Regions from separate parts of the Oryzias latipes genome. Here region 1 is linked to region 2. The links are chromatin contacts, called in public Hi-C maps. All regions are on one chromosome and are shown on one strand. The core of a region is the stretch at or near the end of the contact, and the rest is flanking DNA. Distances in the headings are between cores, read along the strand shown. Region 1 holds the start of ppp1r3c (protein phosphatase 1 regulatory subunit 3C). Region 2 overlaps hectd2 (probable E3 ubiquitin-protein ligase HECTD2).

The links. A called contact is a pair of places that touch in the nucleus more often than the background predicts.
Region 1: a Hi-C map of fibroblasts shows a contact between it and region 2, with 3 times the contacts expected there. The contact joins the promoter of ppp1r3c here to the enhancer-like site in region 2. A contact is called at or near these places in 2 of 5 Hi-C or Micro-C datasets (embryo and fibroblasts).

What each region holds. Positions count from the first base shown.
Region 1 is chr15:14,797,179-14,801,533 of ASM223467v1, forward strand. ppp1r3c (protein phosphatase 1 regulatory subunit 3C) reads right to left here and starts at 1,696. Exons shown (of 2, transcript XM_004084983.4): 1 at 1,513-1,696; 2 at 1-1,274. The coding sequence starts at 1,526. The coding sequence ends at 275.
Region 2 is chr15:14,733,416-14,737,717 of ASM223467v1, forward strand. hectd2 (probable E3 ubiquitin-protein ligase HECTD2) reads left to right here. Exons shown (of 22, transcript XM_011484259.3): 18 at 2,731-2,818; 19 at 3,214-3,320. Among protein-coding and RNA genes, the nearest start is that of hectd2, 44 kb to the left of the region's middle. Within about 2 kb of position 1,511, at least 3 of the 8 cell types and tissues checked have an H3K27ac peak or open chromatin away from gene starts, as enhancers often do.

The DNA.
Region 1 (4,355 bases), core at 446-2,945, 64 kb after region 2:
CCCTACCCCAAAAATCCCTCCTCTGGTAGCCACTGTTCAATCATTTACCAGGCCGAACGACCATGTTACAGCAGAAAGTAGGTCAGTTGAGCATATTACACTTAGGTTTCTGTCTTTTTTTTGTACTACTTCTGCTTCTGAAAGCAGAGCTTGTTCGCTTCAGTTTAGTTTCTGGCTGAGAGGCAGTCGAGTTGAAGCCCCAGAGCTGGATTTGCACTAAGAGCCCTGTCAGTGTCTGTGATCTTGTGCCGGTGTGGCGAACCTCCTGCTGCTTTCACCAGTAAGGCACGGTGTTATCAAAGTGACCCCAACTCTGCCAACCAGGAAAAAGTCCGCTGGACATGCGTGGGCTGCCGAACTGATCAAACCCCAGGTCAAGTACCTTCCCGTCCCCAGTTTTGTGCTCTGAAAGCCTTTTTGGCTCAGAAGCTCTGCTCACGTTGTCGCCGCTCCAGCCATTGTGTTTGAGGGTGTAATTCTTGCCATCGTTATTGTCCCAGAAAGCCTGGCCTTGGACCTTGAAGCAGATGCAGAACTCGACTCGGTTTTGTGGCGGGACGTAGGATGGCAGCTCCACGACAAACGCAAAGGTGTCATTGTCCTGGCTGTTGTAGACGTTGTTTAGGAAGGTGCAGTCCACGTCGGTGTAGCTGGCCCATGAGTCGTAGGTGATGCGCACTTGCACCAACTTCTCAAACCCAATGTTTCTGACTTTGATGGTCCCCGTCAGAGAGCGTTCCTGCAGGGAGCAGTTCTCCAAGCACACGGAGTTCTGAATCAGGCGGTTCCGAAAGTCCAGATAGTCGGCCGAGGGCTGTTTAAAGTCAAGTGCCAGGCTGCGAACAGAGCTGATCTTTAAATCCATGGTGGCTGTTTCCAGGTCTGTCATGTCGAACTGCAGCTCCTCTGTGATCTCATCCTTCTGCTTCATCTGGTACGGTTCATCATCGAACTTGGAGAAGACGTGGATGTTGGTGAGCGCCATGCCTTTGGTGTCGGCAAACACCACCCTCTTTTTGCCGGCCTTGCTTTTGTTCCAGGCCACGCAGCTACCATCACTAACTGCCTTCTGCAGGCACGGTCGCAGGGGCTTGTAGAGCTGCTGGCTGTGCCTGCGGGCGGACTGGTTGGCCCTGTTCTTGGCCTTCTGCAGGTCATCGTAGGGGCTGAGGAAGCCTCGCAGAGGAGGAGAGTGGCTAATGTAGAATCTCATGGCCACATCCATAGGCATTACAGGGCCAGGCATTGCTGATGGACTGAAAGACGGGAGCACACTGAAGGAGGAGGAGGAGGAGAGAGAAAGGAGAGGAGGGGGAGGTTAGAGATGGTGCTTTCTGGAAACAGTTTGGGGAAACTTTGACACTTTTGTGCAGTTTTTTTAACCAAAAGAGCTACTAAAAGTCAGTAAAACCACAAAATTTCAAATTAATCAGACTTAAATTCCAACATTTTGTAGTAATTACCGAATAAAGGGTAACACGTTTGGATTCGACGTGAACACCAGCTCCTTACCTTGCAGCACTCATGGGACAAAGAATAAAACGCCTCAGATGCGGAAATGGTTCGAAACTTTTCAGCTGCGTTGGAAATGTGCAGAGCAGCTCTGTCTTAAAGTGCCCGCTGCAGGAACTCCCCCCTTTATATGCCTCTTTCTCGCTCCTCAGTCCTCCAGTGCTGCGTTGGCTCCTCTCTCTGAGATTTGAACTGCCTCACGGGGGCTATTTGCATATCCCATCATGTGGTTCCCTGAGCAGCAAATCAGAAGGCGAGTGGCTTCGTCACCGACCAATCAGCTTCGAGGAGGACACGTCCGCCGGCCGGCTAGAAGGGGGCGTGTTGCGTCGTGGTTGGGATTCCTCAGCTAGTTGTTGGAGAGTCTTGATGGACCCCTGCTGGAGTGGCCGTCTCTCTGCCTGGGCGCAGACCATCTTCTTCCCCATGCCCAAGAAAAACCCCAGCAGCACCGAAAAATCTTCACAGACTTTGACAAGATCTTTTAAACTGATATTTAAAATATTTATTTTTTTTAAAAAAATATTTAACACCAAATTGGGAGAAAAAAACGTAAAAAAGTAACATTTACCCCCTACAACCCCCCCCCCCCCCCCCCCAAGTCATTGTCTTTTAACACTTTGTGTACTCACAACATAATTGCTAGGGGCCCCTCTTTGTCCCAGGTTCAAATGTCAACACTGCATTGCCAAATACTTTTTTTTCTCTTTGACTAACCAGCTTTGACTCCACTTTTTTCTTAAAGTTACATTTTCTAATGATTATAGATCCCTTTACTGGCAGAAACTATGGAGTTAATTCAGTCTCAATAATCAGAAATGCACACAACCGGTTTTACAAATGCACACGCTCCGATTCACAAATGTCATTTTATGCAAACGTGAAAAATAAATTCGGAAATACACACCCTGTGTTTCACAAACACACAGATTGTGTTTCACACATGCACACTAAATGTTTTACAAATGCACAATAAGTGTTTCTCACAAATGTGCACACTGTTTTTCACAAAAACATTTTAGAAATTCACAATAAATGTATCAGAAATACACAGTAGGTGCTTCACAAACATGATTTTTAGGTACACATGTGATGTGAACTCACAGATCATTCGAACTGCAGACTGTGCATTCAAACTCCCGTTCTCGTTTGTGAATCTCCCCGTGTGTGTGAGAGATTTTTCTACGGTGAATATTGAGACTCATCTGACGGAGCGGGTCAACTAATGTCACCATTGGCTAGTGAATCTGTCAATCAAACTCATCGGGAAAGCAGGCGGGTTCGCTTTTAGCCAATCGAATGGCCCCTTACACTTTCTCTACGCTTCTGCGGGTGGCAAAAGCCCCGCCCATGTTTGATTCTGTACCAGTCGGTCGTTAGCGTGTTAGCCCTAGCATGGCTTGTCGGTTTATTGCCTTCGGTTGTCAAAAATTACTGCCTTGTGCAACTTTTCAGTGGACCTGGAAGCAAGGCAACAGTGGTTGAATGCAGTTGACATTGAATCCATCGAACTCTGTACTGGTCATGAGATTTAAAATGAATGTTTCACTCGGGATTGTTTGTACGTTATTCTCTTAGCTTTCATGGCATGCTAGCCTCATTTCAACACTCAGACACGGTTTTGATCATATGAAGGTGGAGGAGAAAAATCAACTTCCACAGGTTTTGTGGAGAAACTGGCATCACTTTGCTCCGTTCCACGCAGTGGGACTACATTACCTCAAGTTCATCTCACTGTCAATCACAGATACCCAATACACCTCCCCTGCTCAGCCCGAAGTCACTTTGCTTGACCTTAATTTTATTTTTTTAATAACTCAAATGTCATTGATTTTATATTGTAACCATATACATATACACCTCTTGGCCAGGTCACCCTTGCAAAAAAGATCCTCATCTCTCTGGGTTTTATAGCTGGTTAAATACTACACAACAAAAGATGGTCATAGAACAACAAAGTGCAAACATTCACCCTTTATTGCAGAGTAAAATTCAGTGAAAACATGGACAGATTAAAACAAATGTGGGATCTCTACTGATTTGAAGTTGCAGTTCCAACATTTGTGGACCCAAAAGAGGACTGTCCCATACCAGGACATTGATCCCAGGATGAGGTTCAGTCATGGATCCACTCTTCTCCCATTCATTCTCTGGAACCAGCATACCCTGACAAAAAAAAAAAAAAAAAGATACTGTTTATGTACAGCACTGTTTTTTTTGTGTTTTAGATTATGTAGGAACAGAGACCGACTAATAAGAACTTATATTGTTGCTTGCAGGCAGACCTCATATCTCCATAACTGTTTATAATTTGCAAATAAGTGAACCTTAACAAAGTAGTGACATTAGTACATCTGATGGCTCATAATGCCATGCATTGTGATGCATTTTGAACTTGCAGATGTGCTATTCTTCCTACAACCAAACAATTTAGGGAAATTGTTTGCACCACACAACAATAATCCTTTTCATTCATTTTCGATGAAAATTCACTGTAGTCATTATGATTTCATGATACTCTTCTTGATACTTTCCACTTTAGTCAAACTGCACACAAATCAGTTGTCCAGTACAGTGAGATTAAATAAAGCATTTACCCGGGGATCAGAAACAGGGTTCTGGGTCAAGCCCAACTGCCACAGCTGATTTGGTGTCATGCTTTGCTCCGTCCTGATTGGATGGCTGTCCCACGCGTCACTAAAGACATCCAAACTGGCCTGAATGCGTGGTAGAAAAATGTAATGGCAGCAGAATACGTGATGTGACTGATATTGAGAAAGTCTTGGTCCTCAAGAGAGAGCAGGATGTTGTAATATAAACCAGTAACACTCATGAAGACATCA
Region 2 (4,302 bases), core at 261-2,760:
GTGATCCATGTGTGTGGCATCGAGTCATAGGCCTTCTTGTAATCAATCCAGGCTGTGCACAGGTTGGTGTGTCGTGACTTGCAGTCTTGAGCGACTGTTCTGTCGACCAGGAGTTGGTGTTTGGCTCCTCTGGAGTCTCTACCAATACCCTTCTGTGTGTTACTCATGAATTGATCCATGTGCCTATTTATCTTGTGTTCAGCCCAGGAACAAGCCCTGAGCACCAGAGCGATAGAGGCTCAGATCTACCACTCCAGACAATACCCAAGGTGTAGGCTGTGCAAAGAGCCGCCTGAAACAATCCAGCACATAACTGCAGGGTGTAAGATGCTGGCAGGGAAAGCATACATGGAGCGCCACAATCAAAATATATATATATATATATATATATATATATATATTTATTTATTTTTTCCTCCATTAGCTGTAAAAGAGACGGACAATAGCTCTGGTCAGGTAATTTATTTGTTAGTACAGTTTTTAAATGCTACAACTTCTCTATTATAACAGGATATGACATAAACCAGGTCCAGTTGACCTTTTTTTAACCTATTACTTTGATGGAATCAACCTGGATGGATGAGATTCTACACAGACTAACCAAATATCCACTAGGGGTTCATTGTTAATCAAGCTTCAATCTGGAAGTCAGATTAGCTAAAATATTGTTTTTAGTTTTAAAATCGGGGCAGTATTATGTATACAAAAGTCATATTAAAGAATTTTCCATAATTTGTGTCTTTAAATACTGTTGTCTGAATTTTGCTGGTTTTTATCTTGAATGCTCAGTCATCTGCTGTTTAAAAAGCAAGTATATTATAGTTACATAATCATTCCTTTACATTTCACTCTTCTGGCACTGATTTATATATGTTAAAAGCAGAATTGAAAGAAAGGGCCTTCCTGAAAGTCTTTCTTCAGCTGTTTTGAGCTCACTCACTCTATTGAACTCTCTTTTAATAAGTGACCTTTCGCATGACTGGCATTTTTGTTGAGTTGAAGTCAGCTGCCAGGAGCCAAAGCCACCTTTGAATGCTTGTAAGTCTTGGTAGCTTCTAATTTGGCTTCTTGGAGGAAAGAAAGCCCTTCTATCTAACCTAACCAGCATCCCATTCGAAAGCACTGGAACATTCAGCTTTCTTGTTTGATATGTTTGGTAACTGAAACCGGCCCAAATTTCTACAAAAACCTTGTTTTGTCTAGACTTTTTACTTTTATCTGTTTGTATTAAAAACACACTTCCAGTTTGTCTTAGTTGCTGCGGTGCTTAACTGCTGCCCTTTCGTATTGCGTTGCGTGTTTCATGAACGAAGCTCGTCAGACCTGCTTCGTAATCGCACATAATACAGTCGTTTATGTGGCAGTGGGCTTCTATAGGGAGAGTTGGGGATGACGGGTTATTTAAGCACACCATTGGAGATGTTATTTTAAGCCACGGTGAGAGCTACAGGCGGGTCAACAGTTGCACCTCTGTGACAGATATTCCACTGACCTGCAGCACACTGGCCCTGTCTGTGTGGATCTGCAGCCCCCATTTTTTTTTTTTACATGCTTTGGCCCGGTCACAACTCCATTACTACATACATTTATTTAGAAAATAAAATCTGCTTCTCTGTTTTTTGCATTCTTGCCTTGGTGTGCATCAATAACAATCAGGGTTTTTAAAGGGGTACATAACTAATAAATTAGTTAAAAATATTGCTTTAAAATGAACAACAACTTAAACGTTCTGGGGTGAATCCATCAGTCATTTTCATGTAAAGATGTCACTTACCTTCCACATTGCCTTGTGTCTGAATAAGTAATATGTCATAGGTTCTTTTTCTATTTTTTGGTAATTACTATGTCCATTCATCTTCCTGTCGTCTGCACATCAACTGACTTGAAGTGCTTCTATGTGTAGAGGGCAAAACTATCTTTCTGAAGCATTTACAGCTTGATGGAAAAATGTCAGCATGACATCAGCTTTTCTTTTAAGCCACACATACTATCATGGATAGTTTTAATCAATGAAATTCTTAGAATAATGTAAAAAGTCCTAGCAAACATAGGTAAATTTTTTTGTTTGTTTGAATTGTGTTGTATAAATTAAAAAAGCGTGTTTTTTTTAGAAATGTTTAAATATAACACAGAATCAATCTGGGAGTGTCGTCCATCATTATTTAAATGAACTCGAGTGTTAAAACAGTGACTGGAATTGGTTTCTTTTTTTAAGCTGCATCTTGGATTGGTATGACAGTTTCAAGCAGGTTGAACTTTGACCAATTAGGGACCCGGATTTGAAAATGATGTATGCATGCCATCCCTTTTAATACATGAAAGTGCCAACCAATTAAAAATTGACCATGGAGGAAAATATAATTGCAGTTTGTGTATGGCTGGAAGTATAAGACAACAAGTCTGAAATTGGAATAGAGCTGTGAAAGAAAAGGTCTGCAGCAAGATTTGCACTGCTTTGACATTTCACACCTGGCATTTTCCAAATGTAGGTGCTGAACATCTGTGGTAAGTAATAGAATAAGAAGAAGAAGCCCATCCCTGGTTGCCCAATGTGAACACCATGTGTTGTACTTGCGTTTTAGAAAACGTGCTTAGCGAGTCAATTACTCTGACTACTCAAACGTTCTCATTTGTAATTTTGTAACTATGAAACTTTAAAGTAAGGTCTATTCTAAAACAGTTTTCTTTTTTATCAGTGCCTGTGTCAAGGTTTTGTTTTCTGTGTTCCAGATTAGTCAGGAGGAGATGGGCATTATGAAATCCTACAACCTGAAGCCTGGAGGAGATAAAATCCCTGTCACCAAGCAGAACAGAAAAGGTGAGCCAATATTAACTTGAATGATAACATCCCAGATTTATATATTTATTTTTATTTATTTTTTGGAACTAAAAAGTCAGTTTTAAGCCCAGCTTCTTCTCCGAGCTGTGAATATTTGTCTTGCACATATTTTGGAAATAAAACCATGGTTCCTCTGTGCAGTGGTCATTCGAACCACAGCAATATCAGCTCTTTCAGTAAAGTTGGATATTATTCAAACTTGCTTAAAAGCCTTCTTATTTTCAAATAAATAAAGTACAAACCTTTATTTTATTTATGAAGGTTTTCCATCCTGCAAGTATTCAGGTGCAGTGGGGTTTTTTTGCAGAGCAAATGAACCAAGCAGACAGCTTGTAATGGAATAATAAAAATGCTTTTATTTTCTTTTTCTGCAGAGTATGTCCAGCTCTATGTCGACTTCCTGCTGAATAAGTCCATTTATAAACAGTTTGCTGCCTTTTACCACGGCTTCCATAGTGTGTGTGCCTCTGATGCCTTGATGGTGAGTTTGGAGTTCAATTTTTGTTTTATCATTTTGAAAAATCTCGCAAAAAAAGCATAAAAAACATTTTATCTTGGTTTTAAAAAGCCAATATTTTTATTCTGTGACTGTGTTTGAACACAGGACAGGTTAAAGACAAAAACACGTTCAGTGTGCGACAAATATACATTTTTTGGTTTTCATCTTAATTTGACAGTTTTTCACCTTATTTTCAAGAACAGACAGTAGTTTAAATTATTATACATTTATAGATTTTTCTGTGAAAATGCCTTTTTTCATTTTGGCAAAAATGTATTGTAAGCCACTTATACATTTCTTTGAGTTTTACATATGTCTCATTTAAGCAAACCTTTCAAAGTTACACTTGATGTTGTGTTTTTATTTATCAATTGTAACTACCATAAATATAGTAAACTTTGCAAAAAAAAAGGAGTTTCCACATTTGCATTTGGCAGCCTGATAGCTTGATACAAATGTCATTTTCATGTACTTTTAGATGAAACGGGTGTTTCCATTGCAAAAATCCAATTAGGTGGGAAATTAAGTATTTTTTTAGAAGATTTTAAGGTAAGAATACATTTTTAACTCATTTAAGAGTGAAAAAAGAAAAAAAACGTTATGTTTTGGTCCTTCCTCGTTTAAAGACTTTCTACAGTTTAAAAAAAACTCCAAATAATAAAGAAAACATAAATCATTTAAAATGTGCTAAAAAGGGCAAAAACGGACATGACCTGCATCAAAAATGTGCCAATACCAGGATAAGCATGAATGTGGATGATTTTTTCAGGACCCTGTTCTATAAATAGACGCCTTTCTCCTGACCTCCTTTTTCTTCTGTTATCATAAGAATGTGGTAAGGTGGGCCTCTTGACAACATGCCAGTTCTGTTAACAACATAATCTTAATAGAGGTCACAGAAACTAGTAGAAATAAATCCATTTCTGGGTGAGTTAAAGGATGGCTGCTTGGGTCATTTAGTTAA